Regions from separate parts of the Mus musculus genome. Here regions 1, 2, 3, 4, 5 and 6 are each linked to region 7. A link is a contact called in public HiChIP or PLAC-seq and promoter capture Hi-C data. All regions are on one chromosome and are shown on one strand. Each heading gives the region's core, a stretch centred on a gene start, on an enhancer-like site or on the middle of the called end of the contact. The rest is flanking DNA. Distances are from core to core; before and after follow the strand shown.

Region 1 (3,922 bases), core at 1,397-3,896, 1.2 Mb before region 7:
GCATGCGTGCGCAAGCGCACATGTGTAAAGCTGGCTGCTTCATATTCACACTTGTAGACTTAAATCCCACCAGGGTCAACAGAGGTAACACCCACAGGAGTCTGGCATGTCTCCAAGATTCCCTCAAGGCTCAGAAGTCAAGCTGCAAGTGCCACACTAACTTAAAGGAGGGGAAACTGAGGAAGGGAGGTCATGCAAATGTTAGCACTCAGCCTTAGATGGTCTGGCAAGTCATCACATATGAATATCTGCCCTCTGTGATCCAGCACGTTTTTTCCTGCATCTCACTATAGCTAGGGCAGAGAACAACCCACAGAAGCCATCTACATTTTCCTACAGATCAAACAGGAAGAGGCACAGAAATCTGTGCAAGTGACCACGCTGCCGCTGTTGCTAGGCAGCATGATTATGTCCATTCCCTGCTGCTTGGCAACCAGCATTTCCCATCCCATACACACACAGCCAAGTGCCCTTAACTGCTATCTTATAGCTTTCGAAGGAAGGGGTTGAATTTCAAGGGAACTTATGCACATTCATGGACAAACACCTCTCTCATCAATAATCCACTGATGTTTAGATGGTCCCTAGAGTGAGATGTTCCCATTTAATCAGAAAGTGTCCCTGTGAACATCTTGTACCTGAGAATTGCACAAATCTGCGGAGTTCAGGGACATGCCAGAGAGATGTGGAAAGTGCCTGAATCAGCAAGCTGAAACTTTGGAGGATAGCAAAGCTGTTCTACGTGCCCTGGACTCCTGAAAAGCCTGCTAATACAGTGGTCTCCCAAGAATCTGCCATCTGGTAGACAAGGATAAAGTAAAGGGTCAGTCAAACACCTTGATGGGTGATGTTTCTTTCTGTTGTCCCCAACAAAATGTCACTAGAGTTCAGGACACGTCTCATAACTGAGGGCAAAACTGTCCTCTAGTCATCTTGAACCTCCTTGGTCACAATCTGTCAGTTCCTCAAGAGCAGGGTCAAAGCCATCAACTTGCTGCTTGGACTGAAGAGCTGCCTACTGCATAACAGGACTCCCTCAACTCACCTGGCTTGGGGGATAAAGAGCCAGATGCCTGGGTCCCACCCGGCATCTGCAAGCACTTGAACTAGGGAGGCCTTTGCTTCTAACTGACTGTAGCTGCTATCAACCTCACTGCCTTCCTGCCAGAGCCACAAAAGCAACACACTGATGCATTTTTAATCTCAGTTTTATTTGCACCCAACTTTTTAATGTTAGTTTCTCAAATAGCTCCACAAGGAAGAAACCATATACGGCTCGGCTCGGCCTCCTGGGAAAAAACAGCCTTCAATACTAGGGAGGGCATCTGCAGTTTCTTGTAAACTCTAGAAAATTCTCTAAGCACCATTCTGATTACACGCTGAATTCAGTGAGATCACCCAACGTGATAACCTCATTGGTATTTCGTTTTTTTCTCCTCAGCCCCAGCTGGAGAATTTTTCCCCTCATTAAAATTAACAAGGTCAGTTTCCCAAGCTCAAGATACGAAGCAACTCCTGGTGGTGGGGTTTTGTTTCTTAAATTGAGCTACAGCTCTCTAAGTGCAGAGTTATACTAAGCGTCATTTACTTTATTGCTATGTAATAAGAAACCAAAATGGAAGGCCTTAGCCATCCTCCTAACACACCCTACACTTCAGCAACCACATGCAAACACGCACAGACCACACATCCCCCAACTCAGCCCCCAGGCTTCTCTGTCTTTTGGCCACAAGATAATCTCACTGCTCTTTAGAAGCAACAGCTTAGTGGAAGAAATTCAGAACTCAGAGGAAGGCTCGGTCACCCTGAGTGGCTGACAAAGTCACAGTGTCCGCAGGAAATAGGTTATAAGGTTAAAAGGTACAAGCCGAGAGGAGGGTTTTTGTCCCCCACAGGTGTGCGGAGTGGCCCCAGGTGACCAGATAGCTGAAGTGTAATGAGTCTCCACTGACAGTCAAAAGCCAGAAAGCAATTCTACCAAACACTTCAAAGAATACTATGTCAAAAAATAAAATGTGTGCTCAAAGCCACAATCCCCAATCGTGGGGAAATGGATGAAAGCAGGGAGGATCAACACCAAACTCATTGCTACACACATCTTACATTAACGAACGCATTGTTTAAAATGAATTTAAAAATCCAACTTTGTAAGCAAGATAAACACTACCGAGGTGGAGCAGCATACACACTTTGCGCTAGCTAGGCACACACAGACACCTTACTCCAAGCTGGAAGAAGCTTCATTTAGGGAGGCCACAGAGAAAGCAAGCAGCCCTGTCCAGGCACACCTCTCAGTCATCCTTTCAACAGGATCATCTGTGGCTAACCCAGCCACTTCCCTCTCTCCCTCCTCTCTGCACCCCTCCCCCCTACCATCACCACACAGGCGCTCGAGCGCGTGCGCGCGCGCGAACACACACACAATACACACATACACACGTGGACATACACACGTGTTTCAACACAAATAAAAGCTAACTGTAATTGAGATCAAAGAGGAAAGGAAGAGGAAAAGAAGATGCTGGAGACCAGCTCTGGGTGGAGGGGGTAGCTGCTGGTTTGTGGAGGCCATTTCCCTAGGCCAGGCTGGGAAGGGGGAGCTCCCTCGCGGCTGCCATTGTTGGCTGATCAAAGTCCAATCAGAAAGTAAGGGAGGAAACTCCGCCAGCCTCATGTGATCTGTACAGGAAGCCAAGTGTACAGAAAATGAGCTGTGTTTGTGAATAAGGCGCACCAAGACATCTTTACTAAGCATGGCAGGCAGAGAGAGAGAGAGAGAGAGAGAGAGAGAGAGAGAGAGAGAGAGAGAGAGAGAGAGAGAGAGAGAGAGAGAGAGAGAAACACTGACTCTCTATTTGAAGCTGTACCATAACAAGCCTTAATAAGTTAATGCAAAAAGCCTCCCAAGGAGTCTGGCTATAGGAGACACAGGTCTCTACTGAATCAAAATTCTGTTATGTTGTAATATAATAGATGTAAATTAAAACAGAAAATCTATCATGCCTCTAATGTACCCTGATAGCTGAGTCTGTGGATCCGGACGAGCAGAGGCACCCGGAGGAAGGGTGATATATGGCGGAGCTGGATGGAGGGTGAAAAGCGTGGCGAGATGAGCGGGAGAATGGCGCAGCCCGCTTGCGCTCCTCAGACCCAAGGGCAAGAGACGAATAAATGTTGATTAGTGTTGATTTTGTCCGACAAACGCCTGTCGAGTGACAGTTGGGCTAAGCTGCACTGAAAGAGAACCATTAATCTTGGTCTGGTTTAAGTAGAGTATATTAATTTGTGTCATTTTTACTAAGTCGCGCTGAGAAAGGCCTCTCGCTGCTTTGCATCTGACTGCTTTGGTGGTTGAGCCTTAATCCCCCTCCCCTCCCCCCCAACCCCACCCCCCGTTTTCTAAAACAGATACTACGGTGGCAGCGGTGGCAGCAGCAAATTCAAATGGCACAGCAGGGGAGCAGGGGACTGAGAGCTCCTCTCTTGGATTAAGAAAGTAAACTCCCAGGGTGTTGGCATGGCAACAGCATTGCAGATGAACTGCTATATATTCAGTGATTAATAAATTAACATTTTTTACAGTTGTTCCTCCGTTTCTCTCCACCCCCACCTTCACAATAACCCCCCTCCCCCATACACACTTCACCCTTCTCTAAGCTGCATCTCTTGCCTCAGTGTAGGGGAAGGAAAGAAGAGGAGCCGACACAGCTTGTGAGTTTGTGCCAGCCCACGACTGCTGTCTCTACAGACCTACAGCAAGGCCTCTGGTCACTTAGGATGCTGTCAGCGGGCAGTGGGACCAGCAGACAGATCCATGAAGAAACCCATGCCTGTGCTTCATTGGACAGGGCGCCAAGCGAGAGATGTTGCCAGCAGCATGCCCTAGCCCCAAGCTTGGGTCTTTCAAGCCCTGGCAGGCTAG
Region 2 (4,108 bases), core at 1,361-3,860, 1.1 Mb after region 7:
GGCAGTGAACAAAATCAGCCACAGTCCCAGCCATGTGACAGAGGGCAAGACCGGTATGACAGATATAAATCCCCAACAACCAGTCCTGGAGGAGCACACCACAGAGGAATCACCCAGGAGCTGGAGTCAGGGAAGGCTTTCTTGACAGATAATTACAACCTGAGATGGGAATATGAGTATTAAAGCTGCTGTCTGCCCAGAAATGCATCCAGCTCTTCCCTGCATCTCGATCTATCTACTACCTGTCGAAACTTCCTCACTGCGGTAGTTATCTTCAGTCCTACTCCCCATGATGCTTACTGGCCTTCTACTAGACATGACCATCACTTGCTTCTTTAGGCTATGCTGCGTTTGTCCTATGCTGCTTTGGGGCAGGGGAGTCCCCATGCTCCTTTGTAGCACTTCCCTGTTCATGTTCCCCTATTGCAAGGGCATCTTATCTTCTCTTTGAAACACCTAGCTGCCTAACCATCACTTTTGGCTTAGACAGCCCTCAGCATTTTTTAAAAAAGATTTATTTATTTATTGTATGTGAGTACATTGTTGCTGTCTTCAGACACAACAGCAGAGGGCATTGGATCTCATACAGATGGTCGTGAGCCACCATGTGGTTGCTGAGAATTGAGCTCAGGACCTCTGGAAGAGCAGTCAGTGCTCTTAATTGCTGAGGCATCTCTCCAGCCCCTCAACATTTTTGTAAACTACATATATAGTATTACTACATATATAGTATTACTACATATATAGTATTACTACATATATAGTATTACTACATATATAGTATTACTACATATATAGTATTACTACATATATAGTATTACTACATATATAGTATTACTACATATATAGTATTACTACATATATAGTATTACTACATATATAGTATTACTACATATATAGTATTAACCACCACCTCCCCACTTAGTTTCATACAAGATTTGATAGTGTTCGTAGAAAGGTATATGTGTAGCATTCCTGCATCTAGAGACTTGGATTTCTCTCCACAAACTTTTCTCTTTTTAAGAAAATAGTAATTATTGTTATTATTAGGTTCAAGGGAGTGGCTCGGTGTCAGAAAGCTTGTCTAGGATCCTGGAGTCTCTGAGTTGTATCCCTATCAAGAAATGATAATATTAGTAATACTAAATGGTAACATTACACTTCTATCAACTATCATATCTAAGCTGGAGTCTGCTTTTGCTTGATTTATTACTTTCATTATCCCAACCTCTTTGCTTAGCATTAGGAACAAAGTATTCAGATTTCTCTAGGGGGTAGAATATCTTTTAGGTCTTTGCATTTGAAGGGATTGATATGCATCCAGCACAAGACATCCCAAGACCAAGTTCTCAGCCCAAAGGAGATTTATTTGCCCCCAAGGAACAAAGGGCAGGGAATACAAGTCAGGTGATAGAGAATGAAGGAGAAGGGGAAAGGAACACTGCCTCTGGATAGAGAGGAGGCAGATGTGGCACATAGGCAAATGACAGTTTATAAAGGTAAAGGGGAAGTCCCCTGTTTAGATGAGGGGTTTATTTTTGATTGTACAGATTAATTAGGGCAGCCAAAGGGAGGGGCCCTTAATAGCCTCAGGGGGCAGGAGTCGGCCAAAAGGGGGACTAGATCTTGGTGGCTGGCTTTAGGAATGTAATGGAACGGTTTTTAACAAGGAAGATGGGCTAGGAGAAGGCAAGGCCTGCCAGAGCCATGCCTGCCATGCTCAGCTCTGCTAGAGCCCCTCAGAATCGACCTGACTCTGCTGAGTATTTCAGAGTGGCAATTGTCCCAGAAGACTTAATGCTCTTTCCAAAAGTGACACATTGTTAATCTTCATAGTAGGCATATTCAGGGTCACTAATTAAAGAGCCCAAAAGAGGACCGCACCATTACATGTATATACCCTTTAGAGATTATCTGGCCAGATAGAGAGGCCTGTCCATTTGTCCCAAACCACGGAGACTGCAAGAGACATTCCCTGTGGTAGGCGTTTGATTCTGGGAAGTCACTAGGACAAACAGAACAGCAGAGACAGCAGAGACCTGTAGCCACTCTCCATATTTTAAAAATGTATCCAACTCCCTCCACATTCTGTCAGAGGTTCAAGATGCATCCTCTGGGTGGGGGTATTATCAGGTTCTAGGGTTGTAGCAGACATGAAGATTACAATTGTTCGTAAGTTCAAAGCTTCCCGTACTCCAGATGGAGTCAAGTTCCGGAAAACAAAACAAAACAAAACAAAAACCAACAACAATAAAACACTTCAAGAGAAGAGGTCGTGTTTCTCCGCTGTCCCGGTTGCAGTCCAGGGAGCAAGTCAGGGCTCCCCCGGAGCTCGGGCGTGAAGAAAACTCGAGAAAAGGCACACGGAGTCCCTCTCGGATGACCATTTACAATCAGATGCAAGGCCAGCAGCGCCCTTCCCACGCCAGCCGGCGCCCGCTTAAGCGCAGTGGCTGAACCCTAGAGGAGGCGGGGTCCCCGGGCGCAGCGCCCAAGTCTGTGCGCTTCCCGGTCCTCCTCCTCCGGGCCGTCACTGGCTGCATCTTTCTGCCCGGCACAATAGAGGCTCCGCCCTCCCTCCGCGCCAGCCCCGCGGCGCCCTGGGCCAGCAGCCCTCCCTTGCCTCCTGCGCTGTGGCCACTGTCCATCTTGCGCCCAGTCTCCGGGTGTCCCGAGTTTCCCGGCGCTAGCCTTCCACCTGAGCTCACGCTGCTGCGGCTTGCCCTCGTCGAGCCGGCGCCCTCCTCTGCTCCCTCAGTCACCTCTTTCTTGTGTCCTCTCTGCACAGTCTAAGCTGCTGGGGTCTGGGAGGAGATGTTCAGGGTCTCTGGGGAGCACAGTCCTGCTCCACTCAGCCACACCCAGCTTTAGACGTTAGACGGTTCTCTGAACATCTACTCTTCCGGACTCCAGTGAAGCCGCCTTCCAGCCTGTCTTTGCTGAGACCTCCGACCCAAGGTGGTCTCTGTAGGGACTAAAGTCCCTACTGTCGCATCTCTCATGGCCTATCCCCTGCCATTGGTTCTCTGCTTTGCTCTGGTGGTGGCACAGGTCTGGGGGTCCACTACACCTCCCACAGGGACAAGCGAGCCCCCTGATGTGCAAACAGTGGAGCCCACGGAAGATGACATTCTGCAAAACGAGGCGGACAACCAGGAGAACGTTTTATCTCAGGTAGGATGAGGAATCGCGTGCCCACCCCTCTTGCCTTGGGGGACCTCAAGGACCTGAGGCTGGTCCTGGATGAAAGATTTATGAGCAGCTGTTTTTCTCTGTATTTTTAGTGAAGTGGATGTTCACTTTTAGTTTATCACACTATATTGCTCGTTTGGTGTTGGACAGGCTTTCTCGTAGACCAGGCTGGCTTCCAGCTCACTTTATAGCTGAGGCTAGTCTTGAACTTCTGGTCCCTCTTACCTGCACTAAGAGTGGAGATTCTACAGCCCTGACTTTAGTTTTGTTGGGTTGTGTTAAAGTACTGTGTTAAAAAGTAAGGGCATGGGTCACAACTGTGGAGTGTTTCAGGCTTACCAAGTCAGGAGAAAGGAGAGGAAAGGAAAATACCACTGAGAAGAAAGGGGTGTGTGTGTGTGTGTGTGTGTGTGTGTGTGTGTGTGTGTGTGTGTGTGTGTGTGTGTGTGATGTAATGGTTGTGAAAAGTCCCTCTTGCCTATGAGACTGCCTGTCAGAATTGGAATGTGTAAACAGGAGGACAAGTTGGAAAGGAGGCAGATGGGATAGGTATAAGCCATGGGAGGTGGTTTATGGCTTCAGAGGAGACACTCGGACAGAAGCACTTGGTGAAGACAGAGTGTGTGATGTGCTACATGTGTGATGCTTATGAGGGGGACTCCAAAACAGAGGGATTTATGTTAAGACCTGGTGTACCTGGAGTGGAGTGTCAGTGCCGAGCCACACAGTTGTGGCTGATTCCCAGAGGGGGCCAAGCGACCCAGGATGGTGATTCGTGCTGTAGTGTGTCCGTTTATGAACTAACTCAGTCCTCAGAACACCCTGATTACCAGCCCTCTCAGAGATGAAGAGCAGAAGCTAAAAGGGAAAGAGGGAGAGCCTGGCTTCCAGCATGCTCCAGCCTGCTTCTCAGGAC
Region 3 (3,733 bases), core at 1,020-3,519, 1.1 Mb before region 7:
TCGGTTATCCAATACCAAGTGGTCAGATTCATAGACGCAATACTAAACATTCCCAGCAGGTTGCACTTGCAAATTTTTATGGATGTATATATGTAATAAGAATAATCAAAGAATAAAAGGCCATGCACACAAGATGGATGGGAGGAGGGACACATAGGCAAATAAACAATTTGTTGAAAGAAGAGGAAGCACGCTAGAGGGACAACTTCCAAGCCTTGGGAACTGAGTTCAAGCCCGAGAATCCACATTCAAAATGAGGTTTGCAAAGGCCAGGCCTGGTAGTGCCTGTGCTTGCCATCCCTGCACATCCCCTTGAGCGAGAGACCTGTCCTTCCTTGCTACAGGTGTTTCTAATTTTTTTTTCCTGAAGAGAGAAGCAGAAGCTAAGGTCACAATCCAGCCTGCCCAAATTATCCATATGATGGTCCAGGACCCGGCTGGTGAATCCGAGAGGATGAAATGCCATCCCACTATAAAACAAAAGCTTTTCAGCAAACATTTTGCCTCTCTGCTCCTCTCCAACTCTTATCCCTGCACTGGGCTAAACCCCTGCTCACCCTCAGATGCCTGAGACCTGCGTCCTTGTGTGTGCACGTGTGTGTTCCCACATGGCACTTCACGTGTTAACAGGCCTTTTACCACTATGGAATGCAGGAGGATGCATCTCTTGTCAATCTCCCTTGGTTAGTGCTTTTCATTCTTTAGGTGGGAAGCAACTATGCTTCCTCTGGAAATGCAGTATTTCACAAATGAGGGAGGAAAAAAAAGCCACCTCAGTCCTTTTTCATAGGGGGAGGTCATAGGAAATGTCTCAAAGGAATGACTCAGCTCTGTGCCAAGACCTGTTTCCTACTTACTGCTAAGACTTCTTCCTATTAAAACTTAATGCAGTCTTCTCTGGCAGCTCATTTTGTTTGCCAAGTCCTTTTTGATAAGTTATTTATTCCAGTCATAAGTGGATTGCTTAAGCATTGCCTTACAGGACAGAGTAGGATGCCACTTCCATTCCTGATTCTTGGAGGACTGAATTGTTAGCTCCAGTGGCAAGCTGCTGTCATGGAGTCCTTTCTTGAATAGCTGGACAGCCTAGTATACAACAGGCACTCAATACATACTACTACTAAACGCGTGAATGAATTATTATCAGAGTGAAAGGTACATCAGATGTCATACGGAAAATGTGGAGGAATGAGAGCACTGCAGGATTTCGATGGAAATGGATTTATCTGCATGGCGCAGTGCAGATAAAACAGGTTAGCCCATAGGCAAAGAGCACGCATAGTGTGGCCCTCCACATCAGGCAGCATGTGCGATCCAGACTCTCTCACTGTAAAATGGGAGTACCATGGGAGCAAAGGGTGCCCAAAGTGCCCTGCACAGTTACTAGTACATAGTGTCTTCATAGCATCACCTGTACAGGTACAGCTGCATGTTTCCTAAATGACAAGGCACATGGCATATCCAGATTAAAACTCAACACGTACAGAGTTGAGGCTTCTAGAAAATACACTGAACCCAAGGAAGCCACATGTGGATGTTCTTCATACGATTCATCATCACAAGCCTTTTCTTGGTTATAAAAGAATTTTCAGTAAGGCTCATATTTTAACTTGGAAGTTTATCCTTTAAAGTATGTAGTGCTGTGTGTGCCCCATATACTGCAGCTTTAAAACCATTCCAGAGTGACTCACACGCTCTCTGAGAAATACGTGCCTACGTTTCCTTCATATCTCGCTTCGAGTTTCTATTTTCATTTAATGGTATAAATGTATCAGCCCTCTGACGGTCTTACATCTGGACAGACGCCAGGACGCAGCTACACTGTTCTCTCCTATTAATTTCCAATCCACGGACCAGAGCTGCAAGGTCTCTGCTGCGGTTAGCTGAAGCATTTATTCAGAATGACTGTCTTTTACGTGCATTAATTCCAGCACTGGCTTAAAGAGAAAGAAATGAGACAAACATACACAAAGAAGAAAGTTTAAAAGAAAAGAAAAATAGAATAAACTCTTTTGGCTCTGTCTCATGCAGGAAAAGAAAGAAAGGCTGCTTTCCTGGCCTCATTAAACACTGTGTTCCTCCTAGCTGCTTTTCGAAAAACCCAAAAGGATGGGGGAGGAGGAGGTTTAGAAGACAGAATGAGGTGAGCAATAAAGAAGGTAAGAGGGGAAAAAAAAAAAAAGAACCCGAATGGCTGTGGAACAAACCAGAGGGGGAGGGGCAAGAAAAAGAAAGAAGAAAGGAGAGCTGAAACCTGACACGCAGGAACTCGGGCCTCTAGCAAGCAACTTCTTGGACTGAAAACCTGCCAGCCTGAGGGATGTGGAATGGTTCCAATCCCAGCCTTCATTAACGCTTCATATACCCGGTCCCTAATTTACGGCCGTTTAACAGCAGACATTCTACAAGTACCTTCGGGGACCTCTGAGGACAGAAGAAATCTAAGAGAAATTACATGCCCAGGGAGCTCTCTCAAAGGCGAAAGCCCTCCTGTGCAAGGCAACAATTTAGTTGCATTTTTTTTATGGTGTCTGTTGGGGACTTGCAACAGACAGAGCCAGTGGGGAGTGATGGCTGTTGGGGACGCCTGGAGATGTGGGACACAGGACAGGTGGACAGAAGCTCTCAGTGAGAGTTGTTCGTGAGTGGGGCAAGGAATGTGTCTATGCGAAGGAACGTGTATATATACATAGCTGTAGGCAGGGGTTTCTGGCCATGTGACCAAACTTTTAAAAGTAATTTAAACAAAAAAAAGGACAAAAACAAAATTGAAGAGGATGCTTTCCTTGAGTGTTGAGACCTTTTTTTTTTTTTAAAGAAAAGAAGAAAATTGGGGAAAAAAAGTGGGATCCAGAGGTAAACTCAGATCCTGAAATCCGGTGAAGGGAGAGGCAGGGTGGTACCCACCAAGGCCAACCTCAGTAATCATTTCTATCATTCTCTCAAGTTTCCTCCTCATCCGTCCTGCATGGTGCACATCACAGCGTGTAATGAAGCAGGACCTAGATCAGGTCAGGTGGCTTTCTCTGCCAAGGCCAAAAAGTGAGGGACCAAAGGATCTATCTCCGCAAAGACTCGGGAGTTTGGGAAAACAGACTGGAGTCCCTCTCCTCTGACAGCAACAGGAGGGTGCGGCAAGGGAAGCTGGCCGGATTACCTTTCAACTAACAGCTTTCCTAAATGGGTCTGTGGATTAGTATTCTAAAGGCTGAGGGCTACATCACCATCCGTGGGGCAGCTGAATGGAGTCAGGCAGCTCTCAGCCAGACAAGGAAGGACGTGGTTTCAGCCCCTCAGGAGGAAGAAGCTGTTTCCAGTCCCTCTAGAATGGGCTTCAAGGAATGCTAATCTTCTGAGTATACAGTGTGTAAACCCATGTCTTTTCTAGAGCAACTAGGAAATAGGTAAAAATAGCTTAGAGTGAAGCAAGTAGCCCTGGCTGGGAATGGGTTTGACTACTACCTGGAGCCAGGCAACACCATAATCTGATTCCAAAGGACTCAAAACTGTCCTTCTACAGCAGTAAGATCACGCACGGACTCCCTCTTTCCCAACTCGTCTCCAAGAGAGCCTGTGTGTACTCTGCTCTTGAGAGATGGCTCCCAGCTGCAACTGATGTCCTTTTCCAGTAGATAAGACAAAGGCTTGGCAAAGTCACTGTGCCTTTTAGTACTGGCTTAGCTGAGAGTAAACTGGGACTTCGTGAAATCTCTAGTGGTTGTTCAGGGCCTCA
Region 4 (4,276 bases), core at 1,185-3,684, 1.1 Mb before region 7:
CAGTGATCTGGCCAGCAGGCAAGAGACATACATATTTGTCCATGACTAAAGCAGTAAGAAGGTGGAGACAGAATATGGGATTCTTCTTTGGCCATGTCAAGCCACACAAAGACCCCTAAACACATATACTTCTACACTGAATACATCAATCCAACCAGAGGAGAGTTGAACTTTTTCTCGACTCAGCCAGTAGTTCCCCAACAGATGTCTATAGATATTTGGTAAAGTTTGCTTATAAATAATATAACCTCATATGGCCTCCACACAAGTGATATTCATGAGGTGGCATTACAGGTGAAGGGGTAGATGACACGGGGATCTTAGCATGTCAACTAGCCTATGCATACTTAGGCCAAAACAGAGCCAGCGAGGAGATTTCCTTTGTATTGATAAAAACCATCAACGATGCTACCAAAACATCCCAGCCTGGACAGAGACACCCAGGAGAGGAGGTAAGTAAGGATAAGCAACTGCCTCCCTGTCTCTTTCACTGTCACTAGACAGCTGTTAGTGTTGCTCTCCTTCTATCTTAGCTGCACCTGTGCCAATCCACATTACACAGGGAACGCCTGACCTGCACCAGAAAGAACCCTTCCATCCTCTACCCCAGGAGCACAAGGAAGGGAAAGATCCTATGGAGCTTATAATGAGCCTAGTTCTTCTGTGGACTGGTCAGACACTAGGCTCTTGAAAATTTATGGAGAGAACTAAGTCATAGATATGTTTCCTAGTTGTGAGGCACACCAACGTGGCTGGCTTCTGCCTGCCCACAAGAATGCAATGCTACGTTTCCGGGGTAAGGGGGTGCCGCCCCACCATGCTGTAGATGGGCAATCACAGAAAAGCACACAGATCCATTGAAGAATAACAACTTCACGTCAAGTGCATCTTTCCAAGTGTAACTTTCGAAGAAGAAAAATAAAGTCCAGGGACTTTCAGCAGAAGCCTGATGACAGCCCCTTCCTGCCCTGGCTCCAGCCAGCTTGGTGGGGGAGGGGACACAACTGTGTTCACAGTACCCCAAAGAAGTTGTCCGGGTTTCTAAAAACTGGCAAAAATCAGGTGGCTAAAGGCCTCTCTTCACACAAGTCTCTGAAACAAGGCAAGGGGACATACAAGAAACTAGGTAGCATAGAAGTCCTGGAGCCTTCTCTGAGTGTTCAAGAAATCACACCAAGCTTAACAAATGTCAAAGCTGTTTAAAGTACATCAAGGTTCTTAGGGTTAAAAATTTCCCCAGGGTAAGTGCTGCACTCCCCATAATAGCTGAGAGATAAAGAAGGCAGGATGGGAGGGATTTCAGAGTAACTCCAAGTTTTGCGATTTAATCCAATTCGATAGATGAAGCAACAACTGGGCTATTTGTTGATCAGAGATGAAACAGAGGCAACTAAGGAAAGAGCTGCCCCTACCCCACCCCCTACCGAATCTCACTTCTTTATGCAAAACCTCCTCCAGGGTTGAAGCGTGCATTTGAGAAAGCAGCCCCCACTGCTGGAAGCCCAAACAGCACAGGCACAGCCCAGAGTAGGAAGCCTGGGGGCCCTGCTGGCATCATCGGGGAATCCAGCCCCACACTAAAAGTGTTCCGTAAAGGAAGCAAGACTCCAGAGCAAGAGGATGCTTTCCAGGAAGACCGTTCTCCTGTCACCCTTGGGGTCAGCCTGGAGGAATGAGAGGAGCCTGGCCTGCAGTGCTCCCAGCCGATCCTCGGCCTCCAGGGCCAAGCACCGGGGTAGCAAAGTTCAGCTCAAGCCTTGCAGATCTGCACTGGGGACTTGAGACAAGACCCCGAGAGTGACCCTGAGTGTCTGCCTAACAGCCTCCCTGTGCATTCCCAGCTGCTGCAGGGCTGTACCAGGGCTAGTCTGTTGTGGATCTGTGATGACTCAGCCACTACACCCTGGTGCCTCTGTTAGGCTCAGATCCTCATGTGAGATTGTGCCTTGGGAGGATCTGTCCCCTGAGCACCAGGCTCTTCATCAAACTCCTTTACCACCCCAACTTCCTCCAACACCCTCAATTTCTCATTTCTTCCCCTGATTAAGGCAAAAAACACTTTCTTATGTCTTGAATATTCTTATTTATTGTTGGGTGCTCTCTCTCTCTCTCTCTCTCTCTCTCTCTCTCTCTCTCTCTCTCTCTCTCTCCTTCTTTATTCTTCCCCTCATCCCCTGCAAAGGATTCAGCTCCCCAAACCACACCATGACTTCTTACTCCTATCTAGCCAGCATCACCACTGACCGATACCTACTTGGGATTTATCCTCCTAAGGCCTTAGAGATGATTACAGACTCCCTAGCAAGAGGGCCACACAAAGGCGAGCTGAGCCCAGGTGCCTGCTCTTTGTTTTAACTGTGTGTTCATGTGGGCTGCTAGGAGGAGGCTCCAGCCTCTGCTTGCCCTGTGTGGCAAAGAATTAGCTCTGGGCTCTCAGAGCTAGCTGCTCCCGCCTTCCAGAAGGATGCCAGCTGGGCTCAGCCGGGTTCTCTCAAGGAGGCTTTCTTTGTTAGGGACGAAATATAAATGCCAAGTTTCAGCCCTATTAACAGTGGTAATTATTAGAAATCTCCTGAGAGCGGCAACACTTGAGATCTCAAATCACCCAAAACCTTCAGTGGAAAAAAAAAAAACAACCTGCTACTCTTTTCCAGGTTTAGTTTAGCCCAGACCACCAGGTAAATGTATTCCTTTGAGCTGCTGCTGGCAGATTCAACTGGTCTGAAAGCAAGACAAAAATGTCAACTTTCCTTTTTCCCCTGGCTGTTAACACATTTGCAGGTAAAACCAAGCATCTTTCTTTTTAAAAAAAAGTAATAATAATAATAATAATCAAAAACAAAAAAAAAACAAAACAAAAAACAAAACAAAAACCAAAAAAACTCACTTTAATAACATTTCCAAAACGTTTCACTGACAGTTATGAGGAATGACAGAAGATCACCAAGTCACACGACAGGTCTATGGTGGAAGCAAACTCAAGACTTCCAAACTTTCTGGGCTTGACTTCATGAGCAACAGAAAGGTAGAACATGTTTCCTCATACATTCCATGAGATTTCCAATCTAGGATCCCACAGTTACAAATACATAGTACACATGCAACATTATTTGCTGCCGTTGCCAAGCCAGCAGGTAGATGACAGCACACTGGCCCCCAGCCGAAGGCTTCCGTCATAAACATTTTTTTCTTCAAATTCCACCCCTTTCCCCCCTTCTCAGTTTGTCTTATCCAATTCAGCTTGATTGATAGAAGTAGCCGTAGCACCACCATAACCAACTTTATGTGACCGCCTAGAAAAGATACAGGGATTCCCAGGCTAAATTAGAACTGCCATCTTAACGAGAGAGAATTCTCTCATAAACAGCTCCGCCTGCCTCCAAGTGTGTGTGTCTATGCTTGACAGTGGGTTATGTAGGACCTCATAGCCTGCAGAATGTAGGGTCGGACTAGTGAGTCTCTATATCCACGCAGACCAGGAAGGCTGAGAGCCAAAGGAGAAACTGGTATTCTCGAAATGACATGCTAACACAGAGACAGTGAGAGCACCAGGCTTCAAATGCAGTCTAGCAGCTTAGTCTAGCGATTATATCAACTATGGAGTCCGCCGACTGGTTCCCACTCTCTTGCAGCTAAAGATAGCGAGATGGCTGTTCGGCCCACTCGGTTATTTTAGGGAACCTCTGAGATTTTGTTAGGGGTAGAGAACCACAGATGAGCAGTTATGGAGAGAAGTGATTTAGAAAGACAGAGGAGGTGGTGTGGGGGCTGGCTTCGTTCTTGCTCATCCTGCCGCCCTCTAGAGGGTTCAGGGTACAAGAATGCTCTAACAAGCCTGTCCATATGTGGGCAGCCAGCTATAGACCCACCAGATCCACTTTGAAAAGGCAATAGCCACACGTGTCTTAATTTGCCAAAACAGAGAAGGAAGTATTCCTTCTGGATAGCCATTTAGTGGCTTGGCTGTCCAACCAATATGGTAGTAACACGTAGCCAGCAAGCTTGAGAAACACAACCTGGTGAATTAAGACACATCCCATACGGAACACAATGCTCAATATCTAAGCTGTACAACACAGAACACCAAATACTGCCCTAACATTTAGGACAATTACTAGTTGAACTATTCAGGTACATTTGGGTTAAATGAGATGCAATCCTGATGTTTAATTTCCTTGTTTCCTTTTGCTTGGTTTTTTTTTTTTATTGATTGTTCTTTTAATGTGGTGACTAGCAAATCTAGATGGAGAAATTTAAAATTATATATACAGCAGTG
Region 5 (4,053 bases), core at 1,293-3,792, 1.2 Mb before region 7:
TATACCTCGAGGACGTTAACTCTGTGTGCAGACAGGGTGACATAGGAGAGTCAGTTTGCCCAGGCTTACCATGGACACTCTCCTCTGACCACATGCCACTGGGCCAGCAGCAGAAAAGCCTACTGTGAACACAGAAAACCAGACACATGTGTGCATACCTGGGAACATATACACTCTTTAGACGTTCACGGACCAGGTGAGCTTCCTGAAGCTCACACACTTGCAATTCCAGTGACAAGAATGGTGTACTTTGCTGGGATGTGCTCTGGTTGAAAACAAAAATAAATAGTGCTATCTATGGCAGGAGGGTTGTGGTTTAGTAGGAGATAGCATAGTGTTGCTGGAGGAGCAAAGATGCATGCGCAGAGGTTTCTCCACATCCTGAAATTCTGACCCAAAGCATGAACAAAATTTAAAAATGTCCCCAAGTGATTCCAATATTCCACAAACTAACTCCCTGTTCTTCAAACACAGTGTTTTCAATGTGGGATTAAAGCTTAAAGTTCTCATATATTCAAGCCAAGTAAAAATGGCAAACTCATTTTGATGGCTACTTTCATGTCCTCTAACTGTCTGGGAACGTCGATAGTTTTTTGAAATCGTGCTCTGGATTCTACCTTTTGTGCTAGAGACAAAACTGGAGTTTCCTAACCTTCACTGCAGAAGAGTGAAGAGCAACCAGCAGAATCGCTCCCTCTCCTTCCTCCCTCCCTGAGATTTCAACAGCAAAGAGAAGGCATGGGGAAACAAACAGCTCATCGGGCAGTGCTTGCTCCTGGGACACCAGCCTATTTGGTGACTCTCCCAGCCCAGTGTTCAGGGGCAAGAGCCTCCACAGCTCTTGCTACCAGCCCCCTCCCCCACCCCCAGCTTGTTCAGTTTATCAGATGTGATGGGGTCATTGCCCATGGGCAAGAGAGTCCAGTTCTGAAACACTTTTGTTGCCAACCAAACGTTGTCACATGGCTGAATCCTTGGGGCAAGCTCCTCCTCTTTCAGTAAGACCAAGTGTGAAGCACCTTGGGGGAGGGTGATGAACTGGGAAAATTGGGCTACAATCTCAGGTGCAAAAGACTCAAACTCTGCCTCCCTTGCAAACCACAGTAGATTCACTTTTATAACTGGAAATTAGGAAACGGACCCTACTCTCTAAACTAGATCCTGATACAGTATCTCTATCTTCACCTCCACCACACTGATATGAAGGTCAAGGAGCCTAAATTGGTTTCAATTCCCTGTAAATTCTGGCATTAGCTTTGATCTCACAAAGCCAAAGGGATAGACTGGGCTCACCCTCAAAGCCTAGGCAACTCAGAATTTGGCTGCTCAATTTCTGAGGTCAATGCCATTCAGAGCCTCATCATGTGGCAGTGACAGATACAAAGAACACAGATTTATATTGGAAACTAACTGTATTTGTCACCCACGTCCTAAATGTTTCCTGGGTGTCCAATATTCTTTTACTTATATGGATCATAGCTAAGAATATAAGAATGCCCAATAAGAATGTTACCCTCAGCATCTCACCCCAGAATTACATCCTCAGAGTTTCTAAATGTGAATGTGTGAGAAGCTGAAGGCATTCACCCTGGGATGCCTTTATATATGCTGAGATGATATGTTTTCTTGCTTAAAACAAAACAAAACAAACAAAAAAATTGTAAGTGTTCTCAAATTACACCTTGGATGTACTATGATGCCAATAACACAGATTAATTATTATATATCGTATATTGATGTATATGGCAAGATTAGAGCAAGGGAGAAAAATAAAGCATGATGTATTATATGTAAATTCTAGTGGGAACACAAATATCATTTATAATAAGGTATCTGTGTCTCTAGCTCCAACAAGCATGTATGCACTCAGGCAATGTATGTTCCTTCAAATGTTGGTTTCTGACTCCAATCAAATTGAATGTCTATTCTCTATATCAATTCTCTTTTAAGGGCCACATAAAACAACAAACATTCCTGGTATCTGACACACAGTAGTTACTTAATAAAAGACTGCTAATGTGCTAACAGTTGTCAACAGGATCACCAATACAAATTAATTTCTTTGAAGTTCTGCTGGGCTTCTGGTCTATAATGGACAAGACCTGGACAGAAGAGCAACAACATGAACTCTGAAGCCACAGCCTGCCCTAGCAGAGGCCTAGTAGTTTACCTGACTTTTAAACTCTTGTGCCTTCAAGCCAAGAGCACCTGTGTCTAGGCAATGCTAGATGAAATAAATGTTTTGTTTCTTCCCTCCAACAGGAAGGAGATCTCAGTCTACATAAGAATGCAACTGGAGTACTTTAGTCCTTACTTTCTAGGGATGACACCTGCCCAAGGAGCTGGGATGCTGTAGTCCCACCATCCCAGAGCTAAGAAGGCCCCAGCTGCTGCTTGAAATATTTTTAGCTGCATTATTTATGGGAACACCTGCCTGAAAATTCTAGACAGAGCTCAGTCTGAGAGAGGAGGGGTAGTGGGGACACCTAAACATTGCTAGTCTTTATCAATGCCGTGACATATAAGGGACCTAAGCATTGTTAACCTTTATTTATGTGGTGACATATAAGGGCCTCGCTCTTTCCAAAGACTGGCCCTGAACAGTAGATAGAAACCTCCAAAGGAATGTGCTGGAAGCTTTGTCTCATACAGAAACTCCCAAGAAACACTAGTGCCTGGAGGGAGGGAAAAAGGAAATGATGTAATTATATTATAATCTCAAACAAGTAACAGAGGGGAGGGACTTGTAAGTGTCAGGGGAGAGGAGGGAGGGAGGGAGGGAGGGGCTGTGATCAGGATATAAAGTGAGTAAAAAAATAAACTCATTGAGGAAAAAAAAGAAAAAGTTTTTAAGGAAAGAAAGAGGGAGAGAAGGGGAGAGGAAAGGAGAGAGAGAGAGAGAGAGAGAGAGAGAGAGAGAGAGAGAGAGCGAGCGAGCTGCCCTGCCACCGTACATGACCAAAGAACACCTCAGCCTGGAGGCTACTGACGTATTAGTCACCCTCCACTATATTTCCGGCGGTGGCATATTGTCACCCAATATGGTTTCCTTTATTGTTGCCAGTAGAAAAACTCACACAGAGAGAAGGGGGAGGGGGGGCACTACAGAAATGGCATCCTCTGTCTGCGGGCTCACTTGATTCTCCTCAAATGTGACACCCTGTGACCTTCTGCTGACTACACTTCTGATCACAACTCCTGGCCTCGATTTCTGTCCCTTACTATCAGTCTCTACCATCACTACCCCCAGAGCAATTGTTCTCGGCCTCTAGGATCACACGCTGTCTGTGTTTCGGTATTTAATATTTTATATATAGCTCACATTGATCCGTCTGGTACCCAGAGTGTGCTCAGCAAATTGAAAGAATGCTTTGTGGGTCTTGTAAGAAAGAAACAGGGCATCTATTAGCCCTTTTGGACCCATTCACTGGTTCCTAACTTCGTACTGGGCACGCACCAGGTGCTGAGTAAAAGCTAACAGACTGGCTGAAAGACCCCTTTCAATTCTTCCGCAATCTGCCATTAGTGAAATGTTTACAGATCAAAACCCTTGCTGCTGGCACTTAGGTCTGTCTCACCAGGTCATGCTTTCTCTGCACAGTCTGCCTTGGGCTAAATTGCCTAATTTTTCAATATTTAGGCTTCATGTTCTGTTCAAAGGGTAAGGAGCTTATTATTTATTTAACTCACAAGAGTCTTAAGTGACTGAGTGTTTATGAAAGGGTCTGCGATCCCAGAATGAACGATGTTGCATTTACTGCAGAGCACCTCTGCCTAACATAGAACAGTGGGTGGCGAGCACAAAGACACACACATACATAAAAACACTACTTGGCAGTCACTACACACCCCCATTTAGGTATGATCTGAAAACGTCTTGCTGGCATAATTCTTAAGCAGACTGTCTTTGTATTTAATGACCCAAATATGCCACGCACGTGCCTCTGTGAAGCAAGTTGGATTGAACAAAACAGCAATTTCCTTAACCTTCCTCCTCCGCCCACCAAAATAATCTGTGCTGTGGCCTCTGACCTCTCTGAATGGCTGCTTTGA
Region 6 (4,281 bases), core at 137-2,636, 1.3 Mb before region 7:
AAGATTTACCCAGGTAGAAGTGGGGTGGGCAACAATAAAGGAGCTTAATTTTTACATGGTAAATGCTCTAATTGAATACTCATTCAGAGGAGATTGGGTTTGCCAAGACTCATCACAATTGCTTTACAGACATGTAAAGAAAGGTTCTACCAGAGATTTGAAAATAAGAGAATGAAAAGAAGAAGAAGAAGAAGAAGAAGAAGAAGAAGAAGAAGAAGAAGAAGAAGAAGAAGAAGAAGAAGAAGAAGAAGAAGAAACCCAGAAGAACCGTCCTCCGTCCACACACACATTGCACCATTTCAATTATACTCTACTCATGAAAGTAAACTACACTGGACAATGTGCAAGAAGTAGGCACAAATAGGGGAGCACTTTGTTGTGCTATAGTACATAGGAGGTGATTGCTCTGATGGTCTTGGGGTGCACGTGTGTGTTTGAAAAAGGCAGAGAATCTTGCAGGTCTGTATTTCTTCCCAGGACAAGATTTCAAGATACTAGTACAACAACAACAACAACAAAACAAACAAACTGAGGTATTTGGATTCACTGACCCGGAAATTGTTCAGCTAGTCAGTTAAAAAAAAAATGCCGCCAGCTTTAAAGAAATAAGCGATACGGCTAACAGAAGTGACACTTCCTATTTATGGCTTGAAGTCAGTACTCTGGTGAGCTGGATACAAAATGCTTATTTAAAAGCTCCTTTTTATCTCTCTAGCACCATGCAAGACTCAAATGAACCTTTCACTGGGACACCAGAGATGTTAACACTCGTCCTCCAAGATCCAATTTCAACCAGCCGAGCTGTTACCTAATCCTGCAGCCATCACATATGATCAGGTTCCCGCCTCCCTGATGGGTGCCCAGCACCCCCTCCCTCCTTCCTTTCCCTCTCCTGCCCAACAGCTTTCCCTGAAACTGAGCTTTAAGAGTCCCCTTGCCTGTGCATGCTGGTCATACAGGGTCCCAACAGCCCCACTGGCTGTACATAACACCAAGATATTTATCCTTGTTAGCTAATAATTCTTAAAGGGGTTTCCTACTCACAAATCACTGCCTCCCATTCCAATCACGACAGAGACCAGTCACGACAGGTAAGTGATTTATACAGAGGTTGTCACAGCCTTCAGAAAACACCTGAAGTCACATCAGCTGCTATCACTTGCCCTAGGGTTAATCCGGTGCTAAAACTCCAGCGATAAGGAGACTGTCACAGCCTGATTGGAGCAGCCCTCACAACTGGCCTCCTGCTGTTCATTCTTTATTTATTTTCTTCACACAAGGAGAAAAACAAACCAAACCCAAAGGCACATTCAAGAGAGCCAGTGGGAGGTCTGTGCAAAGGATTGTTTTGTCCTTGGCTGAGCAACACAGCTCCAGAGTCGCTCCTGGCTGATGCCCACTAGAGGGCACTCTCTCCCCACCGAGGACTTGTTTAAAGAAGGGTCCCATAGCTACCAACATCTCCATGGAGCTGGGGAATTGGGATCTACTCCGATTTGAGATTCCCAAATGTGGGCAGACAGGGAGGAGGGCATATTAGCAGAAGGCATTGTTTCAGGCTATGGAGTGAAGCTTGAGACTCGCTCAGCTGAGCAAGATAAAGAGATGGTTGGAGAAGGGACATAAGACTTAGGGAAGGCTTGAGGAAGTCTCTTCATGGTTTCAAGGTACCAAGGCAGAAGAAGGTGCCAAGCCCAAGCCAGGCAGAGCTCTGAAGCCAGTGGAGAAAGAAGTAACCTGCCCTTGTACTTCTAGAAAGTGAAACCATTCATCCGCTGGGACCCTTTGTGCACATTGAATTGTGTCACCTGATGACAGAAAGCACACGCTCTGCTAGCACACTTACAGATTATAAAGGTACAGAAACTTGGCTAAAACAAGGCAGGCTCCTGCCACCAAGATCGAGAGCTCCTGGAAGCCAGTGGTGACATGGTGATCTCCCATGATCTCCCGGATCATGTATTATGCACCTCTTCGGGTCTTTTCAGCGCTCTTGTGCACAGCAGCCAAGTAGGATGTAGAACTATGGCGTCTTAGGCATCTGTGTCCTGCCACAGCTGGTTCCTGACACGTGCCCCACCCTCCGGTTGTAAGTTGTACAGAGAGAACACGTTTGCTCTCCCGTCTCTTCCAGTGCCCATTTCCCAAAACTCAGATCTGCCTTTCATATGTGGCCATTCTAAACAAGCAATGCTATGCTGACATTAAGGCAATGGCTCTCTGTGTGAGGGAGAGTCACCCAAGCACAGGACTGGTATCTGTGAAGGGTTCCCCCGAGGCCTAAGAGTACACCAAACTGCTTTAAGCTTTGTAGAACACCTCCCCCCTTCCCAACCCCTTACTCCTCCACCCCGACCTTTCAGGTTCTGTCATTTCCTTACAGGCATAACCATCCACAAACCGGTGGACACTTCTCCAGCTGGAAAATGACTGTGCTATGAACTGATTCTTCTAAACAGTGTCGGGACCCACATCTTCCATTCCTTAGTAGCCTGAAGCTTGGGGTTGTACTTATAGGCGCTCTTCCCCCGAAGTGCTCAAGCCTCTTCCGTCTTTGATGGAAAAGCTGTCTGGGTGAGTTATTTTAAAGAGTCGTCTATCAAGTAAATGGAAATGATTAACCATTTGATTCCCCCAGTTTCACAATCCAGCATTACAGGCAGCTGCCAGACAACGGTTGATGGATAGGCTCCAGAGAGCCCAGTACTGACGGAACTCAGACCTTAGAGGACCAAGCGGGAATCTTCCTGGCTGCTGGCCTAGAATGGCCTCTTCAGAGGGTTCCAGTGCACAGAATCTATAAATCTGGGACTCACTCTGATACTCAGTATTGTCCCCTTAGAATCACACAGGGCTTCGTTCAGGGTCAAAAGCCTCCTAAAGTGATACCACTTGGTGTGAAGACAAGATATCTTTCAATCCTTCCAATATTTTTCTTGGCTTATTAGCAATCAGGTATGCATAAACAGCATATGATATCAGAAAGGGACTTGTAAACTTCCTTCCAGCAACGAGACAGTAAGATCTTTAAGGATTTCAGTGCAAGCATCTTTATGGAGTGTTTCTTAAGGTATCAAGGCCGCACTGATTTTTCAAAGGGCGCTCTAGCCAGGACCTGGAAAGTGCAGTCATTTCTTCCCACTTGGCTCAGAGCCACAGCACGTGGAGCTGTGGGTGAAGTTTCTAAGGCAGGGGATGACAACAAAAACACAGGACACTCTTGGGATGGTTTTACTATTTTGAGCATTTCTGTTTAGGGATTTTTCTTTAGAGACACAGCAAGTTCTTCTTTTCTCTGGGCTAGCTTTCGGCCCTTCTGGTCACAGGGCTTGTACTTCTCAGGGGATGTGCGGGCATGGATGGATCCTATTCACACGTTCCCTGCTTGGCACACCGAGTCTCCCCGGGCCAGCTGGCAGAGAGAAAGTGAATGCACTGGGCAACAGGCGCCTGCATTTCTGGATGGGTGCCGGCTGTCTGAGTGACGGACTTATAGATCTTAATAGCTAAAGCTTGTATGGCGGCTCGGGAAACCCCCTTTGTCCCAAGAAAAGCTGCAGAAGTCGGGGGGTTGGGGCATGACTTCATACTGCCTCTGCCTTCAGATCCATGTATTTAAGACATCTGAGGAAAGGGAATGAGGCCCGGGAGAGGGCCAGGGTAGGGTGTGTAAGGCCTGGACTGCACATGGGAACTCATGACGTGGGAAAGCATCCCTACTTAGTTATACATAAGAAGCATGGGAAGTGTGGAGCCAGTGGCTGGAGGATACTGCACACCCCATGGAGAGGAAGGCTTCTTTCTACAACAGCACCTTCTACACCAGCTCACTACTGAAAGCAGGAGGGGTTTCTTGATGGTCTCTTGCCTTAAACTGAAAAGGTTTTGTGGATTAAAGTCTCCATAAGATGCCCAGAGCATTGCCTGGTTCTTGCTAGGGCATGATACGTTTCTCAACCCCACCACCAAGTTCTAACAGCCAAGAGAACAGACGTGTACATTCGGGCTTCTCTTCCCTCAGGTCTATAACACGGCATGAGGAACCATGAGAAAGTACACTGAGATAGAAGGGGGATATCTCCATGCTAACCCACATTATAGACTCTCACTGTGTGACTTTGCCTCTTAGTTTCATTTTCCTCATCAACAAATAAGTAGTGATAATATTAATTTGCCACCATTCTGATTATAAATAAAATAACGTTATTATTGTTATTTATGATGATGATGGTGATGACAGTTTTTTTTTTCTTTTGAGACAGAGTCCCTCTACATAGCCCT
Region 7 (4,052 bases), core at 723-3,222:
ACAAGCCACACCTAGATTAGAGATAGATTAATAACAGAAAACGTGGGTATAAAATCATAATCACACACCCCTCTCTGCTGATGTGATATACACTACTGTCAGGGTAATTCTTATAAACCATCAAACCCTTACAAACGTACAAAGGGCTTACCTACCACACAAATCCCAGCCTTTCCCACTGAAGTTGCCAAAGCCTTTAATAATCTCATGCTCTTTCTGGTCCAAGTTAATGCCTTCCAAGTCTTCTCCTAAGTGTCCAATGTTGTGTTACACCTGCCTGAGAATTTCTGAGGATCAATTTCCCAACGTAAAGCTACCCAGAGGCTCACAACTGCACTTAGAAGTAATAATGCTCTCTTCTCAGAAGCAAATTGTGTTCATTTTAATAGTGCAATTTCAGTTCCAACTCCTGTGTGTGTGTGTGTGTGTGTGTGTGTTGCGTATACAGAGAAAGAGGCCATCTAACTATAAAGATACTATATACTTTATATACAGTAAAACAGCTCTCTGACATTTTAGTTCAAATAGGACAATTACCTCTAGGAGCTCCCATTTCTCCGTTATATGTAACACTTCAGTGCTAAGCACAACATAACTTACATTATATACAACTGGCTTTGCAATGCAAACTTAAGCAAGCAACTCCCAATTCTGAGGAACTAGATAAAGCATTCCTGGAAAATACGGGGAAGGCTTTGTGTTACACCCACGTAGATCCAGGTACATTCAGCTCCCTGACTTTTGGATTATGATATTTTCGCCTTTTGATAAATGGTTCTTGGTTTAATCCAGAGATGGTGGCGCAATGGAGATACATAAAAAATTGGCAAGCATTCAAACAAGTCACACTGACGCCATTCTTGTGGCTCATGCCCGTAAAGTCAGCACTTGAGAGATGGGAGGTGAGAGACTCCCAGGACTCATAGGAAGGGACCTTTGATGAAATGCCCGGCAGTAGGGAGAGGGAACTTATAGAGCCCACCTCCAGCAGAAAGACAGGACATCAAGTGAGGGATGGGGTTGCCATCCCACTGTCACACCTCTGACCCATAATTGTTTCTCTCTGAAAGAATTCCAGGGATGGAAATGGAGAGGAGCCTGTGAAAAAGAAGGTCCAGTGACAGGCCCAAAGTGGGATCCAGCTCAAGGGGCAGTCCCAAGGCCTGACACTACTACTGAGGCTATGAAGCGCTCACAAAAAGGGATCTAACATGACTGCCCTCCGAAAGACCCAACAAGCAGCTGAAAGAGTCAGATGCAGATATTTGCACCCAACCAATGGACAGAAGCAGCTGATCCCTGTTGTTGAATTAGGGATGGCTGAAAGAAGCTGAGGAGGACGATCCTGTAAGGGGACTAGCAATCTCAATTAATCTGGATCCCTGAGATCTCTCAAACACTGGACCACCAAACAGACAGCATACACCAGCAGATATGAGGCCCCCAACACACATAGAGGACTGCCGGGTCTGTGTTCATTCAGAGATGATACACCTAACCCTCAAGAGAGTGGAGGCCCCAGGGAGTTTAGAGATCAGGTGGGGTGGGGGCATCCATGTGGAGACAGGGTGGGGAGGGGAGGAGTTTGGGATGTGGATCAGTCGGAGGGTGGATGGGGAGGGGCGGGGAATGGAATATGAAGTGTAAAAAAATTGAATTACAAATAAAGTTAAATAAATAAATAAAAAAAGGCTAGTCTCAGGAATATAGGGGTTCGAGACCAACCTGGGATAGATGAGCCTGTCAAATCAACACACAAGTTAGTAAACCCAGATGCCCCGATCCTTGGCCTTGCACCCGGCCCTCCAACGCTCACCCGCTCAAACTCACCTGGAGGCCTAGCAGCTCACGGAAAAACAGTTAAAAACCGAGCGTCCAACCGAAAGCCGCTGACCGTTGTCATTTTTCAAACCGGCCGCCTTTTTTTGTGAGGCCGGCCCCTTTCCGCACAGCGCGCTTCCTTCGCGACGGATGCCGAGAAGGCTCAGAAGACCCACGGTGGGTGGGACTTGACGAGTTGCGCAGCGAGCCAGGCTCCAGATCAGCGGAATCATTCTTCAGGGTTATAGTTTCTAGCCGGAACCGCGATTCCGCCAGACCAGGAAGCGCAGCAGTTAGGGGGAGGAGTTCCGGGATGTGTTTACCGGGTTGTCCCAGACTGGAACTTTGCCTTCAGCGTACCTGATAGCGAGCAGGCAGACAGACGGTTTCTAGCCCCTTCTCTTAGGCTCAGAGAGTAACAGGCAATAGAGGATGTGTTGTTCCCAAATTAATCAAAGGCATTATAGAGAATCCAGGAGTAGTAGTAACAGTCTTACTGTTTGATAAGCATTGATGGGGTCAAATTTTGACCTCACTGGATATTTGTACACATCATTTCTCCTTAGGTCCATGAAAGCTTGAGGGCGGGGCAGCGAATGGATGGATAGACATTGTTAAGGACGTCCAATTTAAATCTTTAATTTACTCACTTTGAGGACTCAATATAGGATAATAAATCTAGAAGCATAAACGTACTGGAATATGATTCTACACTTGCCAAACATGAGCAAAACCACTAGTTCATCTCATCGGTGAGCCATTTCTGTGGCTTACTGACATTACAGGTAACAAAGAATATACAGAACTCTCTATTCACGGGTGTTTTAATATCCTTTGAGTACCTTTACTACTTGATTTTTTTAATAAATAGGTAAGATTTTAATTGTTATATTCTTGAGCCAATATTATAGAACATAGTTTCATATAAGTAGATGGAACATGGCTACACTGAAAATACAGTACAATTTAACATGGAGAATTCTGGCAACGTAGCTTTATATCCGGTTTATTCACTGGGCGGCGCTGCTGCATTGATTTTAACATTACTGAGAATTTCATTCCATTTCTTTCCAGTAATCAAAACTACAGAGATAAACATCGGACACAATGTTCTGGATTAAAAATTTTTTTTTTCTAAATTTATGGGCTTTAAAGTACATGTTTACAGTCCTGGCTTAAGAAGAAAAATAGCATTGAATTCAAGTAGTTGTCTGCATTTTATTTCTCTCTAATCATTCTTGTTAATCTGTTTGCCTCTTCAGTCACGTTCATCTTTAGGAAAGATTTTGGAAATTGAGCTATACATTTGAAATACTTTATGCAGTACTAGTCTGAAACTGTAAAATACCTAACATTCGCTGTTTGTGGTGAACTCTAAATAAATACAAGGAACCACAGACCTGGCATTGTGCTTTAACCCCTTAAAATACTTTCCTCAACGTGTACATGAAGTTATATTATTTTAATGTAGTTTATATAAACACCATTCTGAATCATCAGTCAAACATATTTAATATCATGAAAATACTTGCTCAGTGTTTTTATTAATTCAAATTTTATGTTCTAGTAAATTTCCAGTGTTGACTTTATGAGAGCCCGTGGTGTTAACAGTATTTCAAGGGAGCTGACAAGGATTTCTCAGAAAAATTTTAAAAGTAATGTACTCTTCAAACCATGGTTGTGCTTGCCTCTAATGTCAGTACTCCACAGGGAGAGGCAGGCAGATCTCTACGAGTTTGAGGCCAAGCCTGGTCTAGATAGTATTAGCCTGATCTTCATGGTGAGTTCCAAACCAGCCAGAGTTATATATAAGGAGACTCTGGAAACAAAAAAAGAATAAAACTTAATATATTCTATTTTTTGATAGAAAAGATATATAACTTCAATTTATTTGAATTTGTTACCATCTAAAAACATATTTTGAGTAAATAGACTTACATCACATTCTTCTTTCCCTTTTGTTCCCCAACTCCTCCAGGAGAGCCTCCCCCCATTCAAAACCTTCAATACCTTTCATTTGTTATCATATTCTTTAAAATTTATAAAATTTAAAAATGTTTTAAATTTTAACAAAATAATGAGCATTATCAAAGTTGTCTGATATAAAACAACAATCAATTGAACAGTCTTATGTAGATGTTTGTCTACAGCAATACTGAAAATACACGTGTTTTTCTCAATATAAATTTTAAGTAACTCCAAATATATTAACTGTATGATATTTAAAATAA

What was found. Promoter capture Hi-C pulls out the DNA fragments that hold promoters and counts their contacts. HiChIP or PLAC-seq counts read pairs in DNA pulled down with a chosen protein or histone mark.
Region 1: a contact with region 7 is called in a promoter capture Hi-C map of hippocampal neurons, with 4 times the contacts expected there. The contact joins the enhancer-like site here to the promoter of Nuf2 in region 7. A contact is called at or near these places in 9 of 39 promoter capture datasets (the 3T3-L1 cell line, 3T3-L1-derived adipocytes, embryonic stem cells and 5 more), 2 of 115 datasets of contacts at active chromatin or transcription factors (astrocytes and embryonic stem cells) and 1 of 9 other capture datasets (embryonic stem cells).
Region 2: a contact with region 7 is called in a promoter capture Hi-C map of pre-B cells, with 2.6 times the contacts expected there. The contact joins the promoter of Olfml2b here to the promoter of Nuf2 in region 7. A contact is called at or near these places in 7 of 39 promoter capture datasets (the 3T3-L1 cell line, 3T3-L1-derived adipocytes, the C10 cell line and 3 more).
Region 3: a contact with region 7 is called in an H3K27ac HiChIP or PLAC-seq map of embryonic stem cells, with 5 times the contacts expected there. The contact joins the enhancer-like site here to the promoter of Nuf2 in region 7. A contact is called at or near these places in 2 of 39 promoter capture datasets (hippocampal neurons and liver), 3 of 115 datasets of contacts at active chromatin or transcription factors (astrocytes and embryonic stem cells) and 2 of 9 other capture datasets (embryonic stem cells and pancreatic islet).
Region 4: a promoter capture Hi-C map of embryonic stem cells shows a contact between it and region 7, with 4 times the contacts expected there. The contact joins the enhancer-like site here to the promoter of Nuf2 in region 7. A contact is called at or near these places in 7 of 39 promoter capture datasets (cranial neural crest, embryonic stem cells, hematopoietic stem and progenitor cells and 3 more), 1 of 484 Hi-C or Micro-C datasets (pre-pro-B cells), 1 of 115 datasets of contacts at active chromatin or transcription factors (astrocytes) and 1 of 9 other capture datasets (embryonic stem cells).
Region 5: a promoter capture Hi-C map of trophoblast stem cells shows a contact between it and region 7, with 5 times the contacts expected there. The contact joins the enhancer-like site here to the promoter of Nuf2 in region 7. A contact is called at or near these places in 5 of 39 promoter capture datasets (3T3-L1-derived adipocytes, embryonic stem cells, hippocampal neurons and 2 more) and 1 of 115 datasets of contacts at active chromatin or transcription factors (astrocytes).
Region 6: a promoter capture Hi-C map of hippocampal neurons shows a contact between it and region 7, with 14 times the contacts expected there. The contact joins the enhancer-like site here to the promoter of Nuf2 in region 7. A contact is called at or near these places in 10 of 39 promoter capture datasets (the 3T3-L1 cell line, the C10 cell line, the HPC-7 cell line and 6 more) and 2 of 115 datasets of contacts at active chromatin or transcription factors (astrocytes and embryonic stem cells).

What each region holds. Positions count from the first base shown.
Region 1 is chr1:168,354,730-168,358,651 of GRCm38.p6, forward strand. The region is part of intron 2 of Pbx1 (pre B cell leukemia homeobox 1); the gene reads right to left. Gm51671 (a long non-coding RNA gene) reads left to right here. Exons shown (of 2, transcript XR_003948152.1): 1 at 1-3,922. Among named protein-coding and RNA genes, the nearest start is that of Gm51671, 11 kb to the left of the region's middle. Within about 2 kb of position 2,647, at least 82 of the 459 cell types and tissues checked have an H3K27ac peak or open chromatin away from gene starts, as enhancers often do. A contact at or near this core is called in astrocytes, embryonic stem cells, hippocampal neurons and 2 more, where this site is marked.
Region 2 is chr1:170,641,922-170,646,029 of GRCm38.p6, forward strand. Olfml2b (olfactomedin-like 2B) reads left to right here and starts at 2,611. Exons shown (of 8, transcript NM_177068.4): 1 at 2,611-3,174. The coding sequence starts at 3,001.
Region 3 is chr1:168,390,057-168,393,789 of GRCm38.p6, forward strand. The region is part of intron 2 of Pbx1 (pre B cell leukemia homeobox 1); the gene reads right to left. Gm51671 (a long non-coding RNA gene) reads left to right here. Exons shown (of 2, transcript XR_003948152.1): 2 at 1-3,733. Among named protein-coding and RNA genes, the nearest start is that of Pbx1, 40 kb to the right of the region's middle. Within about 2 kb of position 2,270, at least 127 of the 459 cell types and tissues checked have an H3K27ac peak or open chromatin away from gene starts, as enhancers often do. A contact at or near this core is called in astrocytes and embryonic stem cells, where this site is marked.
Region 4 is chr1:168,415,432-168,419,707 of GRCm38.p6, forward strand. All of the region lies in intron 2 of Pbx1 (pre B cell leukemia homeobox 1), which reads right to left. Among named protein-coding and RNA genes, the nearest start is that of Pbx1, 15 kb to the right of the region's middle. Within about 2 kb of position 2,435, at least 111 of the 459 cell types and tissues checked have an H3K27ac peak or open chromatin away from gene starts, as enhancers often do. A contact at or near this core is called in astrocytes, embryonic stem cells and stem cell-derived epiblast-like cells, where this site is marked.
Region 5 is chr1:168,280,934-168,284,986 of GRCm38.p6, forward strand. All of the region lies in intron 2 of Pbx1 (pre B cell leukemia homeobox 1), which reads right to left. Among named protein-coding and RNA genes, the nearest start is that of Gm51671, 63 kb to the right of the region's middle. Within about 2 kb of position 2,543, at least 26 of the 459 cell types and tissues checked have an H3K27ac peak or open chromatin away from gene starts, as enhancers often do. A contact at or near this core is called in trophoblast stem cells, where this site is marked.
Region 6 is chr1:168,212,930-168,217,210 of GRCm38.p6, forward strand. All of the region lies in intron 2 of Pbx1 (pre B cell leukemia homeobox 1), which reads right to left. Among named protein-coding and RNA genes, the nearest start is that of Gm51671, 130 kb to the right of the region's middle. Within about 2 kb of position 1,387, at least 56 of the 459 cell types and tissues checked have an H3K27ac peak or open chromatin away from gene starts, as enhancers often do.
Region 7 is chr1:169,529,492-169,533,543 of GRCm38.p6, forward strand. Nuf2 (NUF2, NDC80 kinetochore complex component) reads right to left here and starts at 1,973. Exons shown (of 15, transcript NM_001355159.1): 1 at 1,831-1,973. Gm34624 (a long non-coding RNA gene) reads left to right here and starts at 2,086. Exons shown (of 3, transcript XR_373698.2): 1 at 2,086-2,606.